Linked DNA regions of Pan troglodytes: region 2 is linked to region 1. A link is a contact called in public HiChIP or PLAC-seq data. All regions are on one chromosome and are shown on one strand. Each heading gives the region's core, a stretch centred on a gene start, on an enhancer-like site or on the middle of the called end of the contact. The rest is flanking DNA. Distances are from core to core; before and after follow the strand shown. Region 1 holds the start of ARHGAP35 (Rho GTPase activating protein 35). Region 2 holds the start of ZC3H4 (zinc finger CCCH-type containing 4).

Region 1 (6,751 bases), core at 3,933-6,432:
GCAGTCAACGGTGATCACGCCCTGCACTCCAGTCTGGACGACAGAGCGAGACTGTCTCAAGGAAAAAAAAAAGAGAGAGAGAGAGAGAGAAAGAGAGAGAGGTTGGCTGTTCGCGGTGGCTCACGCCTGTAATCCCAGCACTTTGGGAGGCCGAAGTGGACCGATCACTTCAGCCCAGGAGTTCGAGACCAGCCGGAGCAACATGGCGAGGCCCTGTCTCTACAAAAAATATAAAAATTAGCCGTGTGCACTGGCGCACGCCTATAGTCCCAGATACTCCGGAGGCTGAGGTGGGAGGATCCCTTCAGCTGGGGAGGAAGAGCTTGCAGTAGGCTATGATTGCACCACTGCACTCCAGCCTGGGCGACAGAGCGAGACCCTGTCTCAAATTTTTTTAAAAAAATAGATGTTTATTATGCATTCATCCAGTAGATATTTAGTGCGTCTATCTACTAAGCAAGGGGCCCGGGCACTGGGATTCCGCGGTGAATCTGAGCATCCCCGCCTCCCGTTCCTGCCTCGTGATTGGCTGCCCTTGGGCCAATGGCTGAAGAGTCCACCGTTCTGCCAGCCCCGCGGCATCCTCCAGCTGCAGCTTCCCCTGTTCGGTTTGCAGGCGGCGCTGTGGGCTCACTGACTCCTCCGTCACACGCAGACCTGGTCCCCACCCTCTCTGATTCTTTCAGACTCTTAGGAATGAATAGAGTGTATACCCCAGAGTCCCACCCTCTTTACAAAATCCTTTTGTGAATTTTTCTGCCTGTGCAGGTTTCCAATACAGGTCCAGAATCCCACGCCCGCCTCTTATCAACCAACACCGGCGGCTCTCCCGTTAATGTGACCTCCAGCCATTCGGCCCGTAGGCCGATGCTTGGGAAATCTTGACAGCGGCCCAAGCCGGCAGTCGGCATTTCTCTCGGTCGGTTAATTGTTTACTCGTTTGTTTATTTATCCTGGAGTGGAGGCTAGCCGGGTGCGCGGAGGCGGCTGCCCCCAGGGAAGCCCGCTTCCTGTGGTTGGCTTGCTCAACTACTATCCGCCCTCTTGCGCACTGGAAAAAATTGCAGAGCTGGGAATGCACCCCTTGATGGTTCCGTTCATGCAGTAAAACAATGCCTGGGCCCCTGCCTTGTGCCTGGATCCGTGCTAGGGACATCGACGATGACTGAAACAGCCCTGGCCCTGCCCTCAGGGGCCTTGCAGTCCGATGGGAAAGACCTATCACCAGATATGGACCACCCAAGGTGGCCAGGGCTTGGACGGGAGACCTAAAGGGACTGTGGGAGCTTGGAAGGAGCAGCTGACCCAGCCTGTTGCATCAGAGAAGGCCTCCTGGAAGAGGGGACATCTGAGCTAGCATCTCAAAGAAGGCTAGAAGGACAACCATGTAGTCTCTGGCTACCATGTCCCCAGTGCCTACCACCCCCTTGTTTAGCATTGGATTTTTTTTTTTTTTTTTTTTTTTTTTGAGACGGAGTCTCCTTCTGTCACCCAGGCTGGAGTGCAGTGGCGCGATTTTGGCTCACTGCAATCTCCATCTCCCGGGTTCAAGCGATTCTCCTGCTTCAGCCTCCCTAGTAGCTGGGATTATAGGCGTGCACCACTATGCCTGGCTGATTTTTGTATGTTTTGTAGAGACAGGGTTTCGCCACGTTGTCCAGGCTGGTTTCGAACTCCTGGCCTCAAGCAATCCACCCGCCTCAGCCTTCCAAAGTGCTGGGATTACAGGCCGGAGCTACTGTGCCTGGCTGACTCATTCACTTTTATTTATTAACAAGTTTTAATTGTGGGTCATTGGCCAGACTTTGGAACTAGCCAGGGTCCCCTGCCTTCAGAGGGCTCACACATAAAATGGTGATACCAACACAGAACTTCATTTAATCTTTTTAGAGACAGGGTCTGGCCTTGTGGCCCAGGCTGGAGTGCAGTGGCACAATCATAGCTCACTGAAGCCTTGAACTCCTGGGCTTAAGTGATCTTTCTTCCTCAGTCTCCTAAAGTGCTGGGATCCAACACAGAACTGCAAACCTTGAACGCTGAAGAAATGCTACGTGTAGCATCGTGACCCAATTGTCTGGGTTTGTATCTCAAACCTGCTGCTTACTAGCTGTGTAACTTCTCTGTACCTTATAAGTTACTCATAAGGTTGTTGTGAGGATTCAGTGAGTTAATGGGTCTAAAGTACTTTTAGACTGCTGCCTGGCATGTCCAGGCATGGTGGCTCATGCCTGTAAACTCAGCGTTTTGGGAGGCTGAGGCAGGAGGCCTCCTTGAGGCCAGGAGTTTGAGACCACCCTGGGCAACATAGCAAGACTCCATCTCTACCAAAAGAAAAAAAAAATTGGCCAAGTGTCATGGTGAGAGCATGTAGTTCCAGCTGCTCAGGAGGATTGCTTGAGCCCAGGAAGTTGAGGCTGCAGTGAGCCATGACTGGTCTACTGCACTCCAGCCTGGGCAACAGAGCAAGACCCTGTCTCAAAAAAAAAAAAATCCACAAAAAAAAAAAACAAATAAAAAGAATGTTGACTAGCCTGGCCAACATAGTGAAACCCCGTCTCTATTAAAAATACAAAAATTTGCCAGGTGTGGTGGCACACACCTGTAGTCCCAGCTACTCGGGAGGCTGAGGTGGGTGGATGGCTTGAGGCCAGGACTTCGGGACCAGCCTGGCCCGAACAGGTAAAACCCTGTCCCTACTAAAAATACAAAAATTAGCCAGATGTGGCGCCTGTAGTCCCAGCTACTCAGGAGGCTGAGGCAGAAGAATCACTTGAACCCGGGAGGTGGAGGTTGCAGTGAGCCGAGATCGCACCACTGCACTCCAGCCTGGGTGACAGAACAAGACTCTGTCTTGAGAAAACAACAAAAACAAAAATTAGCGGGGCGTGGTGGCGCACGCTGGTAATCCCAGACTCTGCCTCAAAATAAAAAATAAAAATAAAAAAAGACTGTTGCTTGGCACGAAGTACTCATTTTTATTATTAAAGAACAAGGGATCAGGCCAAATCTGGGAGACTACCCTGAGAAGGTGACTTCAAGCTGAGAGTTGAAGGGTAAATCAGAGCTGATGGGCTCCCAAGGGGTTTGGGGGATCCAGAGTGAGCCCAAGCGTCCTTGTTCTCCAGATGCTGCCAGCTCACAAATTTAAGATTGAAAAGACTTGGAACACTGCATAGGCGTTGTAAAGACATTAATTTGAAATACAGGTATCAGGAATTCACTGCCCCCCACCTTGTCTTTCCTGTGTCTCCTCAAGTAATCTCAAAAGTCCCTTACACATCACGGTTTGTAATGACAGTCCACGCACTCGATTTGGCAGCCCCGCAGTGCTTAAAGAAAAGTTGTTGTTGTTTCAAGCCACTAACATCTAAAAATCAGACTGAATGCATTAAAAGTGCCTTTTTTTTTTTTTTTTGAGACGGAGTCTCCCTCTGCTGCCCAGGCTGGAGTCCAGTGCTATCTCGGCTCACTGCAACCTCCGCTTCCCGAGTTCAAGCGATTCTCCTGCCTCAGCCTCCTGAGTAGCTGGGATTACAGGCGCCCGTCACGACGCCCACCTCATTTTTGTATTTTTAGTAGAGACGGGGTTTCATGTTGGCCAGGCTGGTCTCGAACTCCTGACCGCAAGTGATCCGCCCGCCTCGACCTCCCAAAGTGCTGGGATTACAGGCATGAGCCACCGCGCCTGGCCCTAAAAGTGCTACATTAAAAAAAAAAAAAAGTCAATGGAAACATCCTTTAATATAAAAATCTTTATTAATGGAATAAACAAGCCCCTGTAATTTTATTTATCAACGCTTACAGAGGGCTTACTATATGCAAGGCATGATTTCAAGAGCTTTGCAAAATATAATCTATTTAATTTTCACAGCAGCCCTACGAGAGAGGTACGATTATTATCCCATTTTATAGATGAAGAGACTGATGGCAGAAATGCCAAATGTAATAGGAAACAGCCTTTCTTCATGCATTCCACAAATATTGGCTCGGCGCCCGGGAAGTTCATCTTCCACGATCTGTACTTCCGGAGGAGTCCCAGAGGAACACCTCCTCAGTTCAGAGGAGTCAAGGGTTACAGCGGTGCCCTCTCCCATCACTACTCTTTTCCCTTCAGGCGCCCTAATTGACATTCGATTTGTAGCCATTTGCACAATGCTAAGTGACAGGCTTGGGCTGCACACAGGACCAGGCCGTCTTCCCTCTCCTGGGGATCAGGCGTTCACAGAACCAAAAACAAGTTGCATGGACGCGCGCGTTGGCTGCAGATTTTCTTCACAGCCAGGAGAAAGAGCACGCGCTCTCCAGCCCCGCCTCTTCTTCCGGGACGACGAATTGCGGGGCTCGGATTGGGCTGAGGCGGGCCACGCCTCCTCATATCCTCCAATCAACTCCCTCTCTGGTGCGCTCCCTCCTTCTCAGCCCCGCCCCACCGCCCCACGTTACGTCGCTCCTTCTGGCCTCCTCCGTTATCCCGGCGGCTGCGGCTCGCGCGGCAAACCCACCTCCCATTGCTTCCCATTGGCTGGTCAGGTCCCGCGCGAGCGGGATCGCGCCCTTCGCCCCCCACCCCCAAAACCGGGCCATGCCTCTCTCCTTCGGCTTTCTCCAGGAGCCAGCGCGAGGCAGCAGATCGGCTGCTTGAGACGCGCGCGCAGACGCGCGCTGCTCCTGCGGACCACTCCCTCCGCTCTGCGCCAGCAGCTGCGCCGGCTGGCAGCCCCCCGCGCACGCGCGCTCGCCCATCCCGCTCCCTCTGCTCGTTTGCAAGTCGCCTCGCTCTCAGTCGCGACGGCGGCCGCCGCAATAGCGGCATTTTCGGGGGCGCACGCGCACTGCACCGTCCGCGGCCGTTCCTAACCTCAGGCAGCGGCTGTGGCAGTAAGCCCCTCGGGTGCGCACGCGCTCTGACCTCTCCCCACTGCCTCGCTGGTTGTTCCTTCGCGGCGCGCGCCCAGGGGCCGTTATACCCCTGCAACGGTCCACGCGCCGCGCACGCGCAGTAGCGAGGGGGCGCGCGCGCGGGAGCGGCCGTCGCAGGAAGGAGGTGCCGCCGCTGCCGCCATTGCGAGGGAGGGAGGGAGGGAGGGAGTGAGCGAGGCTGGTCCGCCCTCCCCCTGGTTCCCGCCCCTCCCCCCTTCCCCTCCCCGCCCCCCGCCCCGAGGGAGAGCCGCGGCGCGGCGGCAGGAGGAGGTGGAGGAGGCGGAGGAGGGAACCCGCGAGGGAGGGTCCGCCCGGCCCCCCGCCGCCGGAGCCGCCGCCGCCGCCGCCGCCTCAGCCGCCGCTGGACTAGGAGCAGGGGAACATGGCGCCGGGGCCCCCGTCGTTGCTGCCGGGATCTTGGAGGCCGGGGCCGCGCTGAGGGCGCCCAGCTGGTGAGTGCGCGAGCTCACGGGCCCCGGGCGGCGAGGCCGGGCGCCGCCCCGCTGCGGGGTCCAGGGGGAGGCGGGGACGGCGGAGCCCGGAGCCCGCGAACAATGGAGGAGCTGGAGGGGGAGGGGAGGAGCGGCCCCCCCCCCCCAGCCCCCCGGGCCCCGCCGTCCCCGTCGCTTCGCGCGTCGGCCCGGCCCGTGGGGCCCTCCTGCCCTTTGGACCTGCCCCTGCCCGCCCCAGCCCTGCTGTCCCCGCCGCCGCCCCCATCCCCGACCCGTTGGGATCTCGGTGTCTGCCTCGGAGCCTACCCGACTTCAGCCAACCGGTTCCCAATTCTGCGCCCCCCTTCCCCCTTCCACCCCTCCATAATGCCCTTCACTCCTCCCGGGCTCTGCAGTGCTCCTGGGACCCATCTTCTCCTCATTGACCATTCTGCATCTCTTAATTGTGGCTCCCACTTTTGAGATCCGTGACGCTTCTCCCTCTTCTCGATTCTGCTCTCACCACCCTTCAGATCTGTCCTCGGCCCCTTCTTTGACCTACCTTCTGTGCTATTATTCCTGTCTCAGAATCTGTTGCACCCTGGGAGCTGTCCCTTTAGGACCTGCGGTTCCAACCCTTTGGAGATCCATCTGAGACCCCTGTTCGGCCAGGCACTGCTGCCCCAGGTCTTCCCCTTGGACTGAATCCCGTTCCCTCGTGGGCCCTGCTACCCGCATTTCTGTCTGCCCTCTCACAGAGCCTGCTGCACCCCGGGATGCCCCTCGGCTGGCTCTCTGACCCTTCCGTGCCCCAGCTCATTCCCCTGATCCCCTCGGACTTGGCTGCACCGTGCTTGCCTGTTCCCCTTCTCAGCTGTTGTTCCCGTTTACCATTCAGACCCTTTCCTGTCTTCCAGACCTTTCTGCCTCTCAGCTCTGCCCCTTGCCCGACCTCAGATCTTGCTGCGCTCCCCTCACCTGCTTGCTTCTGACTCTGCCTTCCCGGGAAGCAGCCTCCTCCCCCTTCTCTGACTCTGCAGGTCTCCCATTTCTGCTATTCACTTAAATGATGTATCCCTAACTCAGACTGCCTTCAGTTTCAGCCCGTGTTCTCTTGGAGGTTTCCTCTCTTCCCCACCTCCTTTTTGGCACTCCTCTGAGCTACTGCATTCATTTGCTTCTCCTTTCTTTGGCCTGTCTCTCCTTCAGTTCTCTGCCTGAAAACTGCTTCCTGTCCCCTCTTTGCTCCAATTCCTCTCCTCCCCGTTTTAGCCCTTAGACATGCCCTTTAACCTCACTATACCTCTGATACCTCCCGGGCTGGTCACCCATCCCCTTCCTGTTCTGCATCTCACAGACCTGCCCCTAGATCCATTTTGTACCTACACTTTCTTCTCGTT
Region 2 (6,924 bases), core at 1,361-3,860, 250 kb after region 1:
GTGTCCAAACCTACTCTCCAGCCGCCTCTTCTCTCGCCCCACCAGGAAACAGTGGGCGAACCCTGCACCCCAACTCCTTCTGCTCGAGCAGGGGAAGGAAACGGGGCCCCAACCTCGCCCTGAAACGCGCCGGGCTGACCCCATTATCACCCGCCAGCCAGAGAAGGGCGTGGGGGGCCCGCGTTTCGCACTTAATAAAGAGAAGGGGGCGCTTCCTTTAACGCCCTGCCAAAGCACAAGGAAATCTCCTTTTCTCTCCCGGAAGAGACGGTGCCCCATTTTACCCCGACAGAGGGGGGAACCCCAGGAGAAAGCGCGGGACCAACTTCCTCTCCCTACAAGGCAGGGAAACCAAACCTTACCCCCGCAAAACAAGGCTGAGAATCCTCCCTCACGTCACCTACCTACGAAAAGCGAGAGGACCCCTGCCCTTTAGCAAAAACACGGGGAAGAGTCTTCTCTAAAAAAATAGGCAGGAGTTTTCATCAAAAGGGCTGGAGATGCATCTCCCCCCTCCCCAATTCGGCCTTCTAGGGGATAGCTAAAAAACACCCCCCGCCAAAAAATACAAGTGCTAAGAGCACCCACCCAAATGACCCCCAATTACAAGGATGGAGAAGGGACCTGAATGAACCCCCACCTTCTGCCTCCTAAGCTAAAGTACCTATCATCCAAGTAGGACAGGGTGTGCCTCCCCCAGGAGAAAGGATACTGCCGGGGGCTGGGAGACCCCCAACCCCAAACCCTTAAGAGCGGGGCTGTTGTTCGAGATCCCCCCAAAAAGGGCCCGGAGCCCCTCCCCCATCCCCTTCCCCGAAGCCAGGCGACGGGCAAGCGGGCCCGTAGCTGCCAGCTCCGGGCGCAGGGGCAGCCAGGACCCCCGTGGGTCTCCGCAGCACCCCCCACGGCGCCCCCTCCCCAGGACAGGCGGACGGGCGCGGGGGGTCCGAGGGGCGCCTCCTCACCTTCCCCTCAGCATGGCGCCCAAAAAAGACAGAGCGAGAGCGAGGGAGAGCGGGCGAGCGCCGCGAGGGGGGGGAAACGCATGAGGCCGGGAGAGAAAGCAAGCGAGAAAGAGCGAGCGAGCAAGCGATCGAGAGACACCCACCGACCCCGCCCTTCCTCCTCCTCCTCCTCCTCCTCCTCCGCGGCCCGGCCCAACATGGCGGCCGCCCCCCTTCCTCCTCCTCCTCTTCCTCCCCCCGGGGACGCAGCCCCGGCCCAACCGGGGGCCTGACCTGTCGTCAGGGAGCGGGAGGCGGTGGTGGAGGAGGTGCGGGGTGGCCGGGCGGGCGTCGGGGGAACACGGAGGAGGCGAAGGCGTTGATGGCGGCGGCGGCGATGGCGGCGGCGGCGACTCTGATGGCGGCGGCGGGGGGGTCCCGGGCGCGGCCTCCATAGTTCCTTTGGGGGGGAGGGGATGTTAATGCACGAAAAAGGACTGCTTGGGCGTGGCGGGATGGGCACACTTAAGCTCGGAGGGCTCCTGATGGGAATGGGGTATATATTTTTTCGGTTTCGGAATCACCTCTGCGCTGACCTCCGCGTAGGCCGCACGGCCTAGGCCTCGGAGGGCCGCTCGCCGCCTGCTTTCTCCGCAGCCCACCCTTGCGGTCACTCGCTCACTGGCGCGGGGCCCTCATAGGGGCGAGAGCCCCCCCCCCCCCACGCACCCCCGCGGGCCCGGGGGGCGGAAGACCCGGGAGACACGGACACTGGTGGGTGGTTGGGTGTAATTAGCGCGGGCCGCGCGCGATGGAGCAAGCGAAGGGTAAGGGGAGAAGAGGAGAGCGAGCGAGGGGGGTGGGGGTGTTAAAAAGAAAAAAAGGATTTGAGGGAGAGAGGGAACGGGCCGCGGAGACGGGCCGACTGTCTCCCTTGTCTGCCCGTCCTGGGTGCCCCGGCTGCCCGGCCCCCGCCGCAATCAGGAATTGACACAAAATGGCGGCTCGGCCCGAACCAGCCTAGAGGCTGAGGCGGGAGGAAGGGTGAGATGGGAGGGGGAACTGAGAGGCGGAGGCGGAGGCCGTGTCACGTGCAGGAGAGGGGTAGAGACCGCTTGCCCGAAGGCCGGCGGAAAGAGCCGAAGGCAAAGGGCGAGGCCGAGGGGAGGCGGAAATAGCCGAAAGGAGCTGAGCAGGAGAGAGGAGGCGACAGGGGAGAGCCAGAAAGAGCTGAAGGTGGTGATATGGGTGGGGCTAGAGAGAGCATGAGAAACCTAGGGGAGCCATAAATAGCCTAAGCCGATCGGGACCGGGGAAGGAGGAGAAACTGAGACGGTCCGGAAAGAGCCGAAAGCGGTGTCCGGGTGGGTGGCAGGAGGTGGAAACAGCCGAAAGAAAAGCAGCCAGGGTAATGCGATTAAGAGAATGAGCTGAACGGGCGGGGCTGAAGGGGCGATTAATTAAGAGAATAAACGACTTTCAGGAATTCGCAGGAGAGCAAGAGGGAAAAACCGAAAATTGCTAGTTTGAAGGAAGGCGGGAAGAGCCAATAGTTTTAGGTGGGAGAATGGGAGGGAAGGAATTCAGGCTACGGAGAGGGAAAGAAAAAAATAACCGAAAGCTGGAGGCCAGGTGCCGAGAGTCGGAGGTTTCCGGAGAAGCGATGAAGCCCAGCCAGCCCGGAGGTGACGTCACTCGACAACTCAGTCGATGATGTCATCATTGGATGCGAGAGGGGCGGGGCTTGGTAGTCCCTCAGGGGAGTTTAAGGACCTGGGGTGTAGGACCCATGGAAGGCTCTCAAATAGCAGAGCTAGAAACACTGGCCGGTGTCGTAGACTGTGTACAAACAAAATCTTTTGACCCTCATAACCGTCCTAACATAAGCTGCTGCTATTCCCATTTGCAGACTGAAGTTCGGTGTTTTAAGTAATCGGTTCACGGTCATAGGATTAGTTCTAAAAAGCACAGCAAGATTTTTTTTTTAAGAGACAGAGTCTTGCTCTGTCGCCCAGACTGCAGTGCTGTGACACGATCATACCTCACTGTAACCTCGAATCCAGGGATCTTCCTTAAATACTTGTTAGCTCTTTCTACAGTGCCAGTCCCTGTGATGGACCATGGGAACAGTTTCTGTCTTCATGGAACTTAACCGATAATGCCCCAAGGGAGAGAAACAGAGTTAAAGAATAAAGGGGGTGGGTGGAGTGTTAGAGGAGAGTCTTGTAATTGTTCTTTTAGGCTGGTACATGAAAAAGAAGAGATGGTTCCAGGCAGAAGAAATACCTTATTTCAGGCGGGGCGATGTTGCTCACGCCTGTAATCCTAGCACTTTGGGATGCCGGGGCGGGCGGATCGCTTGAGCTCGGGTTGGAGACCAGCCTGACGAACATGGTAAAACCCCTTCTCTACTAAAAATACAAAAATTAGCAGGACATGATGGCTCACACCTGTAGTCCCAGCTGCTCGGGATGTTGAAGAGGGAGAATCGCCCGATCCCGGGAGGTCGTGAGGCTGCAGTGAGCCGAGATTATGCCACTGCACTCCAGCCTGGGCAACAGAGTGAGACCCTTGTCTCAAAAAAAAAGAAAAGAAATACCTTATTTCAGGCCCTGACAAAGCAAAGACCACTTAGATTCCAGGAAGAGAGAAAAACCGTGTCAACAGTGATAAATCTGGAGACAGAGGCACCATGTGACTTCCTGGTATATTGATCCTTTTTTTTTTTTTTTTGAGGCAGAGTCTGTCTCCTCGCTCTGTCGCCCAGGCTGGAGTGCAGTGGCGCGGATCTCGGCTCACTGCAAGCTCCGCCTCCCGGGTTCACGCCATTCTCCTGCCTCAGCCTCCCAAGTAGCTGGGAATACAGGCGCCCGCCACCACGCCCAGCTGATTTTTTGTATTTTTAGTAGAGACGGCGTTTCACCGCGTTAGCCAGCATGGTCTTGATCTCCTGACCTCGTGATCCGCCCGCCTCGGCCTCCCAAAGTGCTGGGATTACGGGCGTCAGCCACCGCACCCAGCGGATCCTACTGTTTTTTAAATGTTCCAGCTGGCAGCGGGGCGTGGTGGCACACACCCATAATCCCAACACTTTGGGAGGCCGAGGCTGGCGGATCACTTGAGGTCAGGAGTTTGAGATCAGCCTGGCCAACGTGACGAAACCCCGTCTCTACTAAAAATACAAAAAATTAGCCAGGCATGGTGTGGCGCGCCTGTAATCCCAGCTACTTGGGAGACTGAGGCAGAAGAATCGCTTGAACCTAGGGGGTGGAGGTTGCAGTGAGCCAAGATGGCACCACTGAACTCCAGCCTGGATGACAGAGCAAGACTCCGTCTCAAAAAAAAAAAAAAAAAAAAAAAAAAAATTAGCCAAGCGTGGTGGCCGCCACCTGTAATCACCAGTTACTCGGGAAGCTGAGGGGAGAATCGCTTGAATCCCGGAGGCAGAGGTTGCAGTGAGCTAAGATCATGCACTCCAGCCTGAGTGACAGAAAGACTTTAATTAAATTAAATGTTGCAGCCGGCACAGTGGCTCATGCCTATAATTCTAGCACAGGAGGATTGCTTGAGCCCAGAGGTTCAAGACCAGCCTGGGCAACATCGTGAGACCCCAGTTTCTTCAAAAAGTCAAAACATGGCCGGGCGCAGTGGCTCACGCCTGTAATCCCAGCACTTTGGGAGGCCAAGGCAGGCAGATCACGAGGACAGCAGATCGAGACCATCCTGGCTAACCCAGTGAAACCCCGTCTCTACTAAAAATACAAAAAATGAGCCGGGCATAGTGGCGGGCGCCTGTAGTCCCAGCTACTCGGGAGGCTGAGACAGGAGAATGGTTTGAACCCGGGAGGTGGAGCTTGCAGATAGCCCCACTGCACTCCAGCCTGGGCAACAAAGCGAGACTCCGTCTCAAAAAAAAAAAAAAAAAAAAAAGAAGTCAAAACATTAGCCCGGCTTCATGCTATGCGCCTGTGGCCCCAGCTACTTGGGAGGCTGAGGCAGGAGAATCACTGGAGCCCAGGAGGTTGAAGCTACAGTGATCTATAATCATGCCACTGTACTCCAGTGGAGACTTTGTCTCAAAAAAAATAAATAAATAAAAATAAAAATAAGGCCAGGCACAGTGGCTCACGCCTGTGATCCCAGCACTTTGAGAACTCTAGGCAGGTGGATCACGAGGTCAGGAGCAGCCTGGCCAACGTGGTGAAACCCTGTCTCTACTAAAAATACAAAAAAAATTAGCCGGGTGTGGTGGCAGTTGCTTGTAGTCTCAGCTACTCAGGAGGCTGAGGCAGGAGAATCGCTTGAACCCAGGAGACAGAGGTTGCAGGGAGCCGAGATCACACCACTACACTAGAGCCTGGGTGACACAGCGAGAAGAAAATTCCTGACAAAATGCTTAAAATAAATTATCAGTGGATGAAACTTGTTTTGAGAAGCTGGTGCTCCCCCCACCATCCCACCTGGTACCCCAGTTGCCAGCCAAGAATTGTGTTACCTTTACCCTGACTATCGTCTTTCTGGATCCAGTCTCAGATCTAATGGTTAGATAATGATTCTCTTCTCCTATAAAATGTCCCTATTAGAGTGAATCTTAATTGGCCAACAAGAGACCTTTTTTCCTTGCATGTAAGATTGTAATAAAATGTTCACTCATGCTCATAGCTATGTTGTCCAAAAAGTTTTCTTTAACACACCAAGAACTAATACTGCAGGTTTGTAGGAATGGAAAGGAAGGACACCAAAGTAGCTCACTATGTTCGATTGTGGATGGTGCCATTCCTTCCTTTACACCTTGATTTTTGGACCTCATGTATTCTGGGTTATGGACAAAATCACTGATTGAGAACATAGACCACATCTAAGAGGACAGCCATTGTCTTTTCAAGGTATGGTCCTGAAGGGGCCCCATCTCTGTAGTTTCAATGGGGCCATTCTACAATTCTAGATGGCCATCTGCTTTTAAGTAATGGGGAAAACAAAAATCCCACCAAGCAGGAATTCCCTGTACTTCTTCAGTGTCATGATGGAACATTGTGGAACATTGTCTGCCAAGCCCTTCTGACACTTCATCTGACTTTTTAATTTTTATTTATTTATTTATTTATTTTTATTTTTTTGAGACAGAGCCTCGTACTGTCACACGGGCTGGAGAGCAGTGGCACAATCTCGGCTCACTGCAACCTCTGCCTCCAGGGTTCAAGTGATTCTTCTGCCTCAGTCTCCCAAGTAGCTGGGATTACAGGCGCCCACCACCATGCCCAACTGATTTTTTGTGTTTTTAGTAGAGACGGGGTTTCACCATGTTGGCCCTGCAGTCTCACACTCGTGACCTTGTGATTCGCTCGCCTCGGCCTCCCAAAGTGCTGGGATTACAGGTGTGAGCCACCGTGCCCTGCCTGTTTAGTTAGTTTTTGAGACAGAGTCTCGCTGTGTCTCCCAGGCTGGAGTGCAGTGTCGCAATCTCGGCTCACTGCAACCTCTGCCTCCCAGATTCAAGGAATTTTCCTGCCTCAGCCTTCCGAGTAGCTGGGACTACAGGCGCACGCCACCATGCCTGGCTAATTTTTTGTATTTTAGTAGAGATGGGGTTTCACCGTGTTGTCCAGGCTGGTCGAGAACTCCTGACCTCAGGTTATATCCACCTGCCTGGACCTCCCAAAGTGCTGGGATTACAGGTGTGAGCCACCGTGCCCTGCCAAGTTTTTTAGTTTTTGAGACAGAGTCTCGCTCTGTCTCCCAGGCTGGAGTGCAGTGGTGCAATCTTGGCTCACTGCAACCTCCGCCTCCCAGGTTCAAGCGATTCTGCTGTCTCAGCCTCCGGAGTAGCTGGGATTACAGGCATGCACAATGCCTGGCTAATTTTTTTTTTTTTTTTTTTTGAGACTGAGTTTTACTCTTGTTGCCCAGGCTGGACAATCTCGGCTCACCACAACCTCCGCCCCCCAGGTTCAAGCGATTCTCCTGCCTCAGCCTCCTGAGT

Evidence for each region. HiChIP or PLAC-seq counts read pairs in DNA pulled down with a chosen protein or histone mark.
Region 2: a contact with region 1 is called in an H3K4me3 HiChIP or PLAC-seq map of stem cell-derived excitatory neurons, with 6 times the contacts expected there. The contact joins the promoter of ZC3H4 here to the promoter of ARHGAP35 in region 1. A contact is called at or near these places in 1 of 7 Hi-C or Micro-C datasets (stem cell-derived neural progenitor cells) and 1 of 1 datasets of contacts at active chromatin or transcription factors (stem cell-derived excitatory neurons).

The regions. Positions count from the first base shown.
Region 1 is chr20:49,786,684-49,793,434 of NHGRI_mPanTro3-v2.0_pri, forward strand. It overlaps ARHGAP35 (Rho GTPase activating protein 35), which reads left to right and starts at 5,183. Exons shown (of 7, transcript XM_016936303.4): 1 at 5,183-5,372.
Region 2 is chr20:50,041,993-50,048,916 of NHGRI_mPanTro3-v2.0_pri, forward strand. ZC3H4 (zinc finger CCCH-type containing 4) reads right to left here and starts at 2,611. Exons shown (of 15, transcript XM_063801956.1): 1 at 2,560-2,611; 2 at 1,239-1,404. The coding sequence starts at 1,399.